Regions from separate parts of the Mus musculus genome. Here region 2 is linked to region 1. Evidence: chromatin contacts called from public HiChIP or PLAC-seq data. All regions are on one chromosome and are shown on one strand. Each heading gives the region's core, a stretch centred on a gene start, on an enhancer-like site or on the middle of the called end of the contact. The rest is flanking DNA. Distances are from core to core; before and after follow the strand shown. Region 1 overlaps Pip4k2b (phosphatidylinositol-5-phosphate 4-kinase, type II, beta). Region 2 overlaps Fbxl20 (F-box and leucine-rich repeat protein 20).

Evidence for each region. HiChIP or PLAC-seq counts read pairs in DNA pulled down with a chosen protein or histone mark.
Region 2: an H3K27ac HiChIP or PLAC-seq map of microglia shows a contact between it and region 1, with 6 times the contacts expected there. The contact joins two enhancer-like sites. A contact is called at or near these places in 1 of 484 Hi-C or Micro-C datasets (embryonic stem cells) and 1 of 115 datasets of contacts at active chromatin or transcription factors (microglia).

What each region holds. Positions count from the first base shown.
Region 1 is chr11:97,715,318-97,722,948 of GRCm38.p6, reverse strand. Pip4k2b (phosphatidylinositol-5-phosphate 4-kinase, type II, beta) reads left to right here. Exons shown (of 10, transcript NM_054051.1): 6 at 1-9; 7 at 474-587; 8 at 2,468-2,726; 9 at 3,116-3,219; 10 at 4,010-7,631. The coding sequence ends at 4,090. Among named protein-coding and RNA genes, the nearest start is that of Psmb3, 16 kb to the right of the region's middle. Within about 2 kb of position 4,483, at least 99 of the 459 cell types and tissues checked have an H3K27ac peak or open chromatin away from gene starts, as enhancers often do. A contact at or near this core is called in microglia, where this site is marked.
Region 2 is chr11:98,117,973-98,125,603 of GRCm38.p6, reverse strand. All of the region lies in intron 2 of Fbxl20 (F-box and leucine-rich repeat protein 20), which reads left to right. Among named protein-coding and RNA genes, the nearest start is that of Fbxl20, 28 kb to the left of the region's middle. Within about 2 kb of position 4,258, at least 18 of the 459 cell types and tissues checked have an H3K27ac peak or open chromatin away from gene starts, as enhancers often do. A contact at or near this core is called in microglia, where this site is marked.

The sequences.
Region 1 (7,631 bases), core at 3,234-5,733:
AAGGAAAAGGTATGTGAAAAGGTCGCTTGCCCGGTGACACCTTCTGTTGGCCATCTGTCATGTCCCCTCTGTGACCCCCAGCCCAGCTCCCAGGCATATCAACATAGAAGGTTCTGCGTCATTAAGTCCTGCCTGCCCTTGGCACACTCAGCACTGGCTTCTGCCTTCGCTGGGTTCTTTGTGGTTCTGTTGGGATGGAGAAGGTGTCCGTGTCCAGCCTGAGCCAGTCAGTAGTTCCCTAAGCTCGGCCAAGGCTCAGCAGGAGGGGTTACTCAGTGTCCAGTACACGTCACGATTGCTGTCATTACCTGTCTCACACTCGCCTCTCTGACGCTGTGCATCTGTGTTAAGGATCACTCCCCTCTCTGCACACTGCTCCCAGCAGACGGCCAGGTCATGCTTCCTGGTTGAGTGAGTTAACCTGAGCGAGTTAGCCCAAGTGAGTTAACTTGACTATGCTGTTGCCCTCCCAGGCTAAGGACTTGCCAACTTTCAAAGATAATGACTTCCTCAACGAAGGGCAGAAGCTGCACGTGGGAGAAGAGAGCAAAAAGAACTTCCTGGAAAAACTGAAGCGGGACGTTGAGGTATCCTCTAACCTCTGTCTTCACCCTGTTTGCCGACCAGGAGCCTTGTTAGCCTTCAGAGAGTGGAACTCACTGTTCCTAGCTGAGAGAGTGGTGTCGGTGTGAGCCTTGCCTAAAACCTGTATGGTTGGGCAACACTGTCTTAGTTTTACTTTTCTGTGGCTGTGATAAAACACCACGACCAACTGGGCGTGGTGGTGCTCGCCTTTAATCCCAGCACTCGGGAGTCAGAGGCAGGTGTATTTCTGAGTTCGAGGCCAGCCTGGTCTACAGAGTGAGTTCCAGGACAGCCAGGGCTACACAGAGAAACCCTGTCTCGAAAAAACAAAAACAAAAACAAAAACAAAAACACCACGACCAAGGCAATGGAGAAAAGAAAGCCTGTAATTGGGCTTCTGGTTCCAGAGGGCTAGAGAGTCCTGTAATGGCGGAAAGAAGGCATGGCGGCAGGCGGAGAGCTCACAGCTGCCTGCAGGCAGGAGGCAGAGCATATGATGAGAGTGGCCCACTGAGCCATCTCACCAGCCCGAGAGTGGCCCAGTCTTTTGAAACCTCAAAGCCTACCTCAGCCACACCCCTCCTCCAATAAGGCCACACCTCCTAATCCTTCCCAAGCAGTTCCATCAGCTGGGGACCAAGCATGAAAATATATGAGCCCGTAGGGGCCATTCATTCTCTCCCAAACCTCCACTAACATTTTATAGGTGGGGCGTTTGGAGCCCAGAGTGGACTGTTTTTACTAGACATTTTACACACACAGCTCCCACAGTGGAAGGGCATATAGCATTAGTGACAGGAAACCAGCTGTTGTGGTCCTCCAACCAGCTGTTCCCTGGCTCTGACTCACTCCTTCCCCAGTGGGGAGGGTCCAGAATTCTCTGCCCGACATGGCTTCCTTTGATCTTCAGCAAAGAGTGGTGGGCTGGGGTTGCCTTTCTGTTTTTTTATTTTTGTTGTTGTTTTGTTTTTGTGGTGTGTGTTTGTATGTGCTTGCGAGTGTGTGTTGCCTATCTCTGTGTATCCAAGTTTGTGCAGGTACCTGTGGAAACTAGAAGAGGATGTTTGAACTCCTGGAGCTGGAGTTACAGGCAGTTGTAAGCTGCCTCATGTGGGTGCTGGGAACTGAACCCAGGTCCTATGGAAGAGCAGCCAGCGCTCTCTAACCACTGAACCATCTCTCCAGCAGAGTGTTATATATTAAATGAAAATTTTTAAAAAATCTTTTTTGTTTTGTTTTGTTTTTGTTGTTTTGGTTTTTCGAGTCAGGGTTTATCTGTGTAGCCCTGGCTGTCCTGGAACTCACTCTGTAGACCAGGCTGGCCCCGAACTCAGAAATTTGCCTGCCTCTGCCTTCCAAGTGCTGGGATTAAATTTGTGCATGACCACACCCAGTTTAAAAACAAAACAAAACAAACAAACAAACAAACCCCCTTAAGGCTAGCCTGGCCAGCCTGCTCTATTGGCCTTGGGCTCAGAGGCACCTGGGAGTGGTGGCTTGAGAGGAATGGCTGTGTGGTGTCAGTCTCTCCATCTTCCCTGGTGCTGCATGCTGTCATGCTGCGTTCCTCAGACTCTCTGGCAGCAGGTACTTTGATCTTTACCCTACAGCCTGTGCCTGTCTGGCTGCTCTTCTTCCTGTAGCCACAGCCCTGTGCCTAGCCTCAGGGAGTCCTGCCACCCTGCCGCCAGCCTTATACCTCCTTGCCCTGCTGAGCAGTTGCCTCGCCTCAGACACCACTCTCGTGGTGGAGACTACTCCCGCTGCACTTTTAAAGCCCGAGTGGGGAGGAGTTGAATGGGTTGCTTCCTCCCTTTCCAGATGTGGGGGGAGGGGGGGCATCCCATATAAACCTCTCACTGGTCCGTTCGCTTCTTTCTAGTTCCTGGCCCAGCTGAAGATCATGGATTACAGTCTCCTGGTGGGCATCCACGACGTGGACCGGGCAGAGCAGGAGGAGATGGAGGTGGAAGAGCGAGCGGAGGAGGAGGAATGCGAGAATGATGGGGTGGGTGGCAGCCTGCTCTGCTCCTATGGCACGCCTCCAGACAGCCCTGGCAACCTCCTGAGCTTCCCCCGGTTCTTCGGCCCAGGAGAGTTCGACCCCTCTGTGGACGTCTATGCCATGAAAAGCCATGAAAGTAAGAGCTCGTGCCGCTCTGCCCAGCCAGCCCCGAGTGCTCTGCTCACTGTTGCAATTGGGGGGGGGGGTTGTCTGCATCCCCACCTCATTCACGGGTGATTTACCATCTCCGGCCACCCTGAGGGGACTGGAACCTGGGGTTCCTGGGGTTCCTTCTCGCCAGTCCTCTCATGTCACCTCTCTGGCTGTCTTGGATGATAATGCATAGCTCACGGGAAGGACAGACCCTTGTGCATTGCTGCTTTGGTCCTACAGCGACCAAAGTTTGGAGGAGACAGGATTATAAGGAACCTTCTGCTCCCTGACTCTGAAAGGACAGAGGGATGCTGAACCTGGGACCCAGGAGGTATGGCTGTGCCCCAGACACGTTTTATCCTCTCTGTGCAGGTGCCCCTAAGAAGGAGGTCTATTTCATGGCCATCATTGACATCCTCACACCCTATGACGCTAAGAAGAAAGCTGCACACGCCGCCAAAACGGTGAAACATGGGGTGAGTGGGTTCCCAGCCTCCTCCGGGCCCAGCCTAGTGCAGTACATCTGTGCCCCTCTCAGAGCGCCCAGAGGGTGCTCTGGGGAAGTGCCCGTGCCCTTCTCCCCAGTTGCGTCGGAGAGCAACCCCGCTGCCTTCCCTTGTCTGCCTGCGTTTCCATCTCTGCCCAGCCTGGCCAGGTGATAAACACACCTTGGTTTTCCCAGGAGTTGTCTGGCCTTTGGGCCTGAGCTGCCGGCTGCCTTCCCCCGGGGGCTGCTGGGCGCTGCACATCTTGTTGAACAGCCAAGAATAGCTTTGTTTACACGCGCACAGTGCTCCCCACAGACCGGGCTCCCCACACACTGTCCCCCACAGAGGCCAGGACCTTTGTGCCACCTCTACGTTGTCTTTCTACTTCTAAAGTGAGTGTGTCAGTCAGAGGAGAGCCCCAGAGAGCTCTGATGTGACATACAAGCCACTTCCTTAGGTGGCCTGCCCAGCCTGGTGATCCTTGGTGCTGAATGACAGGCTCATTGTCTAATGACACACCAGTGCTTGTGAGACTGAGGCAGGAAGACTAAATTCAGTCAGCACTGGCCACACCCAAAACCATGAAGGTTGAGAACCAGAACCAGTAGTCTTAAAATTAAGTGGTTTTTGTTGTTGTTGTTGTTTGTTTGTTTGTTTGTTTGTTTTCTAAACAATAAATAGAAAAGCCCCAGCAGACTCCATGCCTCTCAGCTGTCACCTCCTGGGCTTCTGGTCAGGCTTGAACCTCTGACCCAAGTCCATGTCTTGTGTGTTCCAGGCAGGGGCTGAGATCTCCACTGTGAACCCGGAGCAGTACTCAAAACGCTTCAACGAGTTCATGTCCAACATCCTGACGTAATCATCTCTGCCTTCTGCCAGAGCCAGACTGCTGGACCAGGGGTCGGGGATCGGGAGAGGGAGAGGGTATATCTGGGCCGGGAGGGTGGGGAGCAGAGTGGGGGCTTGCGAGGGCTTTAGTTAAGGGACTGCAGCCTGTGACCTGAAGGAAGAAGGGGACGGGCTGTTTGCACGTGCTCACAGGATGCAGCCTTACTTCCCGAGCACCCTCGATCCGCCTCTTTTGCCCCTGGTTAAAACAGGGTTTCCTCTTCGGTATCTCCGTAACCTATGATACCCGGGAGCTGGAGTTGACTTTGTGGGTTTCTTTGGGTTTGTTTCTTCAATTCACTGCTCCAGGATTGCTCTTTCTAATGCTGTATGTCATCACCCTCGGGGCCCTCCCTCTTCCTGTCAGGCTCTCAGTTCCCTTCAGTTCAGGCCAGCACAAGGGACGAGAAGAGCAGTTGCTCAGACACCTCAGTCAGCCACGGTTTGTTCTCACCTAGATGGACTCTTTTATTTCCTGGAGTATTGTGCATCACCCCTCCCCCCCTCATGCTTCCACCTTGGAGCCAAGTGAAACCTTGGCTCCCTCACCCCATCCTCACAGAAGAACATGGCAGGTTGACCCTGACGCCTTGGACCGGAGTCAGAGGCCTCAGAGGGGAACAGGTTCGTCTTCATGAGACGGTGAATGACCAGGAAGCAGCCCTCAGACAGCCGGTTCTCAAAGAACCCAGAGATCACCACCCCGGCCACCTGCGCCTCTGAGTGGAATTCTGATGTCTGTCAAGGCCGCCACCCACCGGCTCCAGAGGAACTATCAAGCATCGTGGCATTTATTGGGGCCCCTGTGTTTCGATGACTGTTTCCCTTTGGGAAAATCCCAGAAACTAAGATGTGTAAACCGGGCCCGTATGCACCCTCCATATCCTAACTACTGACCTCTGGGTGCAGTCGCCTGTAACTGGCAAATGGTCAATGCAGAGCTCATCGCAGAGCTGCCACTCCAAGCCTGGCCCGCCGTGCAGGTGTGTCTGGCTCCTGTGCCTGTGACTTCTCACCTGGACAGCTTTAGCCAGCAAGGTGCTCCACCTGAGGTTGCCTGAGTCACCTGAGGAGGTGACCCCAGGAAAGCCTGTTTGTTTGGAGGCCTGACACGGGGCTTTGCCCATCCCCCAGCCCCAGGGCTGACGGATTTTCCTTGTCACCCTCACTCTTTCTGGACTTGGGATCTGCCCCCGGTCCTCCTTGGAAAGAGTGACAGCCCGCAGCCTCCTTCAGGATTCTGGCCCAGGGCCTCAGAAGGGAGCTACACAAGTCATTCTGATGCCACCAGAGCAAGTGGTTGCCAGGAAGAAAAACAAAACGGTCTCGCCGGCCTGCCCTTGGAGGAGGTAAACTCCCTACCTCTTCCCAGCTCCCTCAGGAGGAATCCGGAATTTAGGATGAGATGGATTTTTGTAGATAACCCCAAAGATGTGAAGCTGGTTTGTGAAGCTGTCGTGGGTGAATAGATGATTCCCAACGCCTGCCCCCCAAACTGGCCCAGCTCAGCTTGGGGAGCTGGGGAGTGGCCACTGTGCCGTGTCCTCCCTATCCCTGCACTGAACTAAGACAGGAAAAGCAAGATGGCAGTCTTGGGCTTCTCTGGGGCTGCCAATTGGGTGAGGCAGGTGGGGGCCCACTCCTTCCCAGGAAGAGAACCAGGTAAGGTTCTGGTGGGCAGAACCACGGGGGACTTGGGGAAGGACTCAGAAACCATGTGATTCGAGGAGAAAGGATTTTAATGTAGGAGAGGGGTTACGTAGGAATAATGTCTGGACTTGATTTCTCACCTCACAATCAAGAGTAAGGACTCTGGATCTGCCCCAGGCTTGGAAGTCGAAGCTCCTGGCTGATCCTGTTGTGTGTTTGCAGCCGGCTAACTGGGTTAACGGTGGGATTTGGGGGGGGGGTTATTTCGTTTCGTTGTATATTGTTTACAATTTTGAGAGGTAGCTTTCTGTTTCAAGCTCTCTGTTTTCCTGACAGTATTGTTGAGTGGGTCAAAATATTCAAGCTGTGGTTTGGTGGATTTTAGGTTTGTTGTTTTTTTGTTTTGTTTTGTTTTGTTTTTTAGGTCATTCTCTGCGCCATCTTCAAAACCCTGAGGTTTGACTTTCTGATTCCTTGGCATTCATTCGTGTGTTTAAAAGCTATTTATCTTCATTTCAGACAAGTTTTCTTTCTCTTTGTGACAAAGATGTGCTATTTGGCTTCAATCTCCACATAACCCCCTCCCCCCATTTATCTGCTCCCCTCTTCCTGAGTCCCACCAGTCACGCTCTGGGCAGCAGGTGCCAAGGGGAAGACAAGACCCTTAGCTTGACTCCTCAGGGCCGTGAAGAACAGCCAGACTGTCTTATGGCATCCAGAATCATGTTGGGTCTTCCAGAAATAGACATTTAAGAATAGAGTCCTGGACAACTGGGTGAGGTCTGGATGCGGGGAAAGGGGGGGATTCCATTCCCAGGCCCTTACCCTCCCGATTACTGTGTGGCAGCCAGTCCCCATTCCTTCTGTGGAAACTGTGGAACTGAGAAAATATGTCTCGCATCCAGCTGACACAAGGGATACTATGAACACTCTGACACCAAGCAGTGGCCTCAGGCCGTGTTCCCAGTCTGCAGGGCAGCGCCAGGAGTGCGGTTCAGTTCCGCTGCAGTGCTAAATCCTTATCTAGCTCAGGGGTTACTGGTCTGTGGCTGGCGCCATGAGTGGCCCCCAGGCTGTTCTCAGTGGCACTATAGTCCCCCACCCCACCCCCAGGCAGCTGTCCCCCTCCTTACCCCCCTCCCCCCAAAATCACTTTTCTCAGTCCTGGGCTTTAGGCCTGAACAGGTCCCCTAGCAGTGCTCAAGGGAGGAGAGACTGGACTCCTGTCGAGACTTCCCCCCTTCACCATGTGCCAGGCCTCCCTGGGGAGGTGGACCAAAGACCCAGGACTTTCTCAGTAGCCAGTCCCCCACCCCACCCCACCCCAACCCCAGTTGTCTTTTTAACAATTCAGGTTGAGAGGGAAAAACCATTAGCTGTTTCTAGTGCTTGACCGACTCAAGTATTTCGGGCAGAAAGGACAGTGCACCGAGACAGCCCTCAGAGCTCTGGCCTTGTGGTTTCCCAAGTTTAGAGACCTCACCAGCAGTAATGGCCGGTGGGGTGGGGGTAGGGGGTCTCAAAGGGAAACACATTTAGACAGCTAGCCAAAATCTGCCAGCCGTGGTCCCAGTCCTCTGAAGTGTGCCACTTAGGATGAGTGTCACCAAGGGGAAGTGAGACGTAGCTGTCCTTCAGGTTGAGTCACCAGGAAAGAGGCTGAGGACACCCGAAGAGCCTGTCCCTTGCCCACAGCCATTTTTCAAGGTGGGAGCCCATACATTTAGGGGGACCATCTGCTTAGCACATCTCAGCGGCTGGTCAGAACATTGCACACACGAAATGTGAATGAAATCTAGAGTCATCTTTGGGCCCGCAGGATTAAAGTTCTACCCACCACATGTGACTTGTCCATTTCCGGC
Region 2 (7,631 bases), core at 3,009-5,508, 400 kb before region 1:
TTTACCAGTCCTCAGCCCAATTATTATTACTGTCCTAACTATAAAAGTGGGAGTGCTGGTGATGTGATATTTCTAAATTTAGCTTTTTGAGAACTGCCAGGCTGTTTTCCACGAAGCTGTTTAGGAGGGTCAGTCCCTCCTCCGTTACTACATGTCCACCCAACTGGGTTTTTGTTCGATTTCCAAATATAGTTCAGGTTGGCTTCTGTGTCATCATCTCCTGGTCTCAGCCTCCTGGGTGCTGGGAATCCATGTGGGTGAAGGTATCACCGTGTCAGCAGAAAAGGGGAGCTGGGGTCTGCACTGCTGGGTTGCACTGTTGGGTCTGCAGTGTTGCGGTCTGCACTGATGGGGTCCACACTGGGTTTGCAATGTTGGGGTCAGCACTGCTTTGGTCTATACTGTGACTTTTTTCTAAGTTTGAAATTACTGAAGAAAACTTGTTTCCTTTTTTTTTGGTTGTTGGGTTTTTTTTGTTTGTTTGTTTGTTTGTTTGTTTTTTTTTTGAGACAGGGTGTCACTATGCTCACTATATGGCCCTGGCTATCCTTGAACTCAGGTCTGCCTGACTTTGCTTCCCAAGTGCTGGGATTACAGGTGTGCACTGCCACACCCTGTCTACCTTATTCATCTAAATGATTCATGCTCAAGATATTACTCTAATGAAATTAGAAACCGTTCAAGAAAAATGATTTAGCCGTGTAAGAAAAAAAACTAGAATCTGACAGCTGGTAGTTGAGTCTAAAAACTTTAATACAGCTACAAAAAAAAAATGACAAAATGAAAATCTATTTACTTCTCTACCTACAGGTTCATGATACGTTCTGTGAACAATGCTCTAGATGAATAGAGAGCATGCAGATCGATGTTAACATCCCTGGCTGCTAGGTGATTACATCAAAAAAGCATTGCCTTTAAAGTTAGAAAGAAGGCAGGGGTCACCTCCATTCAATAGGACTTGTACATTCTCCCTAAAATAATAATCCATGAAACAATTGATGCTATCAAGATTTACAAGCTAGCTGGGCGGTGGTGCCGAACGCCATTAATCCAAGCACTTGTGAGGCAGAGGCAGGCAGATTTCTGAGTTCGAGGCCAGTCTGGTCTACAGAGTGAGATCAGCCAGGGCTACACAGAGAAACCCTGTCTCGAAAAACCAAAAGGAAAAAAAAAAGATACTTTAAAAAAAATGTATTTATTTTATGTATATGAGTATACCATTGCTCTCTTCAGACACACCAGAAGAGGGCATCGGATCCCATTACAGATGGTTGTGAGCCACCATGTGGTTGCTGGGAATTGAACTCAGGAACTCTGGAAGAGCAGCCAGTGCCCTTAATTGCTGAGCCATCTCTCCAGCCCTTGAAGCTGTTTTCAACTGCCAGTAATTAACACTCTTTCAACCCCAACCAAACAATATGGAGATTATTTTAGGTAAACTGAAATGGAAAAATAAAACAGGCTATCAGGTTGATTGGTTTAGGGACCTGCAAGATTTTAAGCCAAGTTGTGGGTTCTGTGGTAACCAGCCAGTTATTGGCCTTTAAAGCTGCTTTTCCTTATGGGTACTTGATGGCCACTGGCAAATACCAGACTACTGTCTTTCTGTTTGCTCTGGGTATAGAAATAGTTAATATTGATCCCTAGTAATATCTTCTCACAGATTGTAGCCCAGTTAGTCCAGTCTGAACCACTCACTTTAACTGCCCCACACTAGTCAGCTCGAATGAAGTGGACTCTGGAGAGTCAGAGTGCACACACCACAGAAGTGCACATAGAGAAGCCATGCTCCTCCTTCAGTTAGGGTTCCCTCAAGTGAGGTTCCCGTCAGCCAGCCTTTTGATAGGTTTCAGACATACGCACTGCTACGACAAAATAGTTGACCTAGATAAAGCACATGATGAATACAGTTTATTTCTCACGAGTTCTGGAGACTGGGAAGTCCAAGGGCAAGGTGTTGATAGATGATCACCTTGTCAATACATTGTAACCTAGTCAAAGATTAGTCACTGCCTGGGCGATGGTGACACAGAGCTTTAATCTCAGCACATGGGAAGCAAAGGCAGGCAGATCTCTGTGAGTGCAAGGCCAGCCTGGTCTGCAGAGTGAGTTCCAGGACAGCCAGGGCTACACAGAGAAACCCTGTCTGGGAAAAACTGAAAGAAAAACAAACAGACAAAAAAGAAAAGTCCACTCTTTTTCTACCCTATTCCCTGATAAAAGTACTCTCTGGTCGCCTCATGAACTACCTATAAGTTCCAATATGCTTTGTGTCTACTGGTGGTTTTGAGAGTCCTTCCAGTGTAACTCTGACTGGCCTTGAGCCTTCAGCAATCATCCTGACTCAGCCTCGTGAGTGCTAAAAGGAACCAGCACACCAGGCTTCAGGTCTAAAGTCTTAATGACTGTTTCAGTGACAGTACGTTTCTACACTGGTTTTGCAAAACTTTGTATTTCTCATGAGGTCAATGGCCTTTTATTTTTTTTTTATTTATTTATTTTTTTTTGGTTTTTCGAGACAGGGTTTCTCTGTATAGCCCTGGCTGTCCTGGAACTCACTTTGTAGACCAGGCTGGCCTTGAACTCAGAAATCCGCCTGCCTCTGCCTCCGGAGTGCTGGGATTAAAGGCATGCGCCACCACGCCCGGCTCCTTTTATTTTTTTTAAGATTTATTTATTTATTATATGTAAGTACACTGTAGCTGTCTTCAGACACACCAGAAGAGGGCATCAGATCTCATTACAGATGGTTGTGAGCCACCATGTGGTTGCTGGGATTTGAACTCCCGACCTTTGGAAGAGCAGTCAGTGCTCTTAACCACTGAGCCATCTCACCAGCCCTTGTTTTTATTGATTGATTGATTGATATTTGGTGGTTTTTGTAGTCTTGGCTGGTCTGGATTGCAAGCTGTACATCAAGATGAACTCAAAGTCCTAGAGTTGTCTTGGCATGGTGGCACATGCCTTTAATTACAGCATTTTCGAAGCAGAAGAAGGAGGATGACTGCTGTAAGTTGAGGCCAGCCTGGTCTACAAAGTTCCAGGACAGCCAGAACTTTGTAGAACCCTTGTCTCAACACGAAAAAGCAAGAACAAAAATTCTTTGAGTCAATCTACTTCTCCCTCCTGAATTTTAATTATATGAATCTGGGTTTCTGTTTACATACATGTGTATGCCATGTGCATGTTGGGTGCCTTTGGAAGCTAGAAGAGGGCATAGAATCCCTTGTAACTGGAGTTATAGACATTTGTGAGATGTCATGACCTGATTTAGTTGTGGATCAAAGGTAATTTTCTATGTTTTAGGTAAACACGTAATAGAATTACCATTTTTTATTGCAAAATAAGCATTCTAATAACCATGATTTTACCCCAGTAAAACATTTTTTGTTTTGTTTGAAACACTGTCCATCTCTACAGCCCTGGCTCACTGTGTAGACCAGGCTGGCCTCAAACTTGAGATGCACCTGCCTCTGCCTCCTGAGCACTGGGACTAAATGTATGCGCCGCCAGGCCCATCGTTCGGCCTACTTTTGTATTTTTTCAAAAAAGAAAGAGAAACTCCCAGGAGGCCCCTGACCTCAGAGCACGTGGTCAGCCTGAGAAGCGAGCTCTTCCCCCCCCCCCCCCCCCCCGTTCGTTTTCATCCTTCCTGATCCTTCCTGATCATTATCACAGTGAACCTGGAAGTGAACAGGTTTCACTTCCCAGCAGACGCACTTGGCTGGCATTCCTCTACCGCGGAGCATGGGCCCAGTATGGTCAAAGAGAAATGACAGAGGATTCCTACAGGACATTATTTACTTTCTGTGCTTGGGTGTTTTTTCTGCATGGCTATCTGTGTATCAGATGTGTACAGTAACCACAGGCCAAAAGAGGGCATTGGCCCCTCTGGGACGGAGTTACAGAAGGTAGTGGCTGCCGTGTGCGGCTTGTTTTGTGTAGAGATTACTTTTACTTCCTGAAGACATTGGTGTCTCAAGTTTTCTGCCTCCATCCGGGCGTGGTGGAGCACGCCTTTTATCCTACCACTCGGGAGGAAGAGGCAGGCAGGGTTTCTGAGTTCAAGGCCAGCCTGGTCTACAGAGTGAGTTCCAGGACAGCCAGGGCTACACAGAGAAACCCTGTCTTGAAAAAAAAAAAAGAAAAGAAGTTTCCTGCCTCCATTTGTTAACTTAGGCCCAGTCCCAGGAGCTTGTAGCCTCCATACAATCTTTAGTAGGCCTAGAATGTTTCAGCCTCTGAGACTTGCTGCTGAATAAGCTCACCCTTTCTTGTGCTCACTGAGCTCTGACTGGCTGATTCAACTCAGCTGCTCTGCCTCAAACTCCTCTCCAAGCTGACCGATTCAATCTGGCTTCTCTCAGCTTCTCCTGACTTGTTCTGTTTGACCTCAAACTCTCGCAATCTGTTCTAATCTTCTGGCGCCTGCTCATCCTCTGGCTCATTCTGTCTTTACCTGTGTCCAGCTGGTTTTCTCTGCAACTTGTCTCTGTGTAACTGTTCCATTAGAACTGCTCGCCCCTCCCCCTGCACTGCCCCTCAAGTAGCTTCCCTTTCCTTTCTCTTCTCATGAGAGTTGGGCAGATCCTGTTCTGTCAACTCTTCCTCGGATTTGTCACTTTGCCTGCCACCCAGTTAGACATCACTTTTAAACTTGGGTGCTTCCTTCGACAAACTAACTTTACCTTCAGTGTTTACTATTAAAGGAGTGCACTAAGTGGGTGTCTGAATTCCAGCCAGAGGGATTAAAGGTGTGTGCTAAAGGCTGAGCCTCACCACACCTAGAAACAGGTTTTTCAGTAAATAACACAATCTCAGAGCTTGGTGTGGTGGCGCACGCCTTTAATCCCAGCACTTGGGAGGCAGAGGCAGGCGGATTTCTGAGTTCAAGGCCAGCCTGGGCTACACAGAGAAACAATCTCAGGATTCACAGTGTGATCAAATATCCTGCAACATTTTGCTTTTTTTTCCTTTTAGCTTTTCATTTATTTTACGTGTATTTTGCCTTTATATATTCGTGTGCACACATGCATGTCTAGTGTCCTCCTTGGATCCCCTGGAACTGTAGCTACAGATGGTTGTGAGCCACCTTGTGGGTGCTGGGAGTTGAATCCGAGTCCTCCATAAGAACAAGTGCTCAACCCCTGAGCCATCTCTCCAGCCCAGCCTACTTAGAGCAGTAGGACTTTCCAGAGAGTTCTAATAGTAATATAGATGATAAAGTAGTTAACTGCTGTTATAGTTTGGATCCTGAATGTCTTCCAAAAGCCTAAGACGACTTGGTCCTTAGTCTTTGGTTCTCTTAGGAGGTCGAATAGCCCTTAGGAGTTAGGGCCTAGTCAGATATGAGCCCTTGAGGGGAGTATTGGGAACCTGGTCTCTCCGTGCCTCTCTCTCTCTTTGCTTCCTGGCTATCACATGTCCCCTCATGTTGCCATCCCACCTAACCAACAATCTAAGCAACAGCATAGCAAAATAACTGTGTTATAAAAACCTGAAATCACGTGATCATCACCTATTTTGTGCAGTGGTGAAAGTCTAACATAGTATACACTGAAGTACTTATGTGCTCTATACAGTGTAGATTAAAAAAGGCTCGCATACCAGTGAGTAGCATTTTGGTTAAAATAATGGTGCTGGAAAGTACCTAGATAACAGCTCAGGTGTCTGGCATGGCCTCTCCAGATCTGTGAGGAGAGACACACAAAAGGGCTGAGAGTGCTGGCACACACCTGTGATCCCAACCCAGCCTGGTCTACAGTTGAGAGTCCTGGGATAACCAGGGCCACTCAGACTATCTCAACCCCTCTTCCCCCAAACAGACAGGAAACCAGAGAGGTGAGCTGGAGAGGTGGCTCAGCAGCTCTTAGCACTGGTATTCTTACATTGCATCCGGGTTAGATTCCCAGCACACACATCGTGGCTTATGGCTCCCATAACTTCAATTCCAAAGGATATCATGCCTTTTTCTGATACCTGTAGGGACCAAACATACAGTTTGTATATATGTATATGTATATGTATATGTATATGTATATGTATATGTATATGTATATGTATATGTGTGTGTGTGTGTGTGTGTGTGTGTGTATGTAATGAATATGTATGTAATGTATACGTGTATATATACCTGTGTGCACACACACACGTGCATGCATGCAAGCAGAACAATCATACACAGAAAACAAGATAAATCAGAAGCAAGACTTGGAGCCGGGTGTGGTGGCACACGCCTTTAGTCCCAGCACTTGGGAGGCAGAGACAGGCGGATTTATGAGTTCGAGGCCAGCCTGATCTACAGAGTGACTTCCAGGACAGCCAGGGCTACACAGAGAGACCCTGTCTCGCCAAAAAAAAAAAAAAAAAAAAAAAAAGAAGCAAGACTCAGGCAAACAGCAGCAAGAGGCACACATATTTAAGCCTGTTCTTGGGTGGCAGAGATAGTTGGATCTGTATGGGTTGGAAGCCAGCCTGGGTTACATACTGAGATCCTCTTGCAGGTAAACAACAAACTCACGAGAGAGACTGGTGTACATCTGTAAGCCTAGCCCTCAGGAGATAGAGGCAGGAGAATTGCCCTCCAGTCTGAGCCAGCCTACTGCTACTGCTGCTTCTAGTTTCTTTATTCTTCTTCCTCCTGTTCTTCAGAGGCCAGTGGGAAATAGGCTGTGGGTGTTTCTGGGGATGGAATTCAGGTCCGTGTACATGCTGAACTATCAGTTTACCCAGCTGTGGCCCAGGTCCTACTGACACCCATTTCATTCATTATCTCATCATAGTTGTTGTCTGGGCTTTGTTCAGGTGTTTGGCTGACATTGCAGGATTCAGAGCAGTTGCAGTTGCGTAACACGAGTCCTCTTGCTCCTCCCTTAATCCTTTCAATTCAGTATCAACTTTAATCAGTCTCATGTGGGAGAATTAGAAATCTATCAGAAATCTAAGATGAGCCTGGTAGTTCAGGTGTGTGATCCCAGTTATTTGGCCAGCACTGTGTGTGTGCTGGGAATCAAACCGGGAGGCCTGTAAGAATACCAGTGCTCTTAGCTGCTGAGCCACCTCTCCAGCCCACCTCTCCTATGGTTTCCTGTCTTTTTTAGGGGGAAGGGAGGTTGAGACAGGGTGGTGTTAAGTGGCCCTGGTTGTTCCAGGACTCTTACTCTGGACCAGGGTGAGTTTAAGGTCGTCCTTAGACCTTGCCTCAGAAAGGAAAGAGGGCTATGTATGGATTGATGGATGGATGGATGGACGGACGGACGGACACAGCTTTTGCACAAGGGAAATGTAAGTTCATTGCTGCCCATGTCCCTTTTTTCCTCTTGACACCGTGCAGTTGTTTGGATCATCCAAGCCGCCTTCTGCAGCTGGTGCGTTCGTGTAATTCAGCATTCTGAAGCTGAGGTGGAGGGTGGAGTTCATGGACAGCCAGCCCCAGCTGTGTAGTGAAATCTTGTCCTACAGAGGGAAGAACAACTAAGCAATGCTGGCATCAGAACAGAAAATCCTTAGTTGTGTGATACAAAGGAAGACTTAAGTCCAGTGGGAGAGGTGGTCAGGAACAGTCATTTCCAGCACATATACTCGCTGTCATCAAGTGATTGCTCACAGGTAGCTTAGCCATTAGTAGGGAA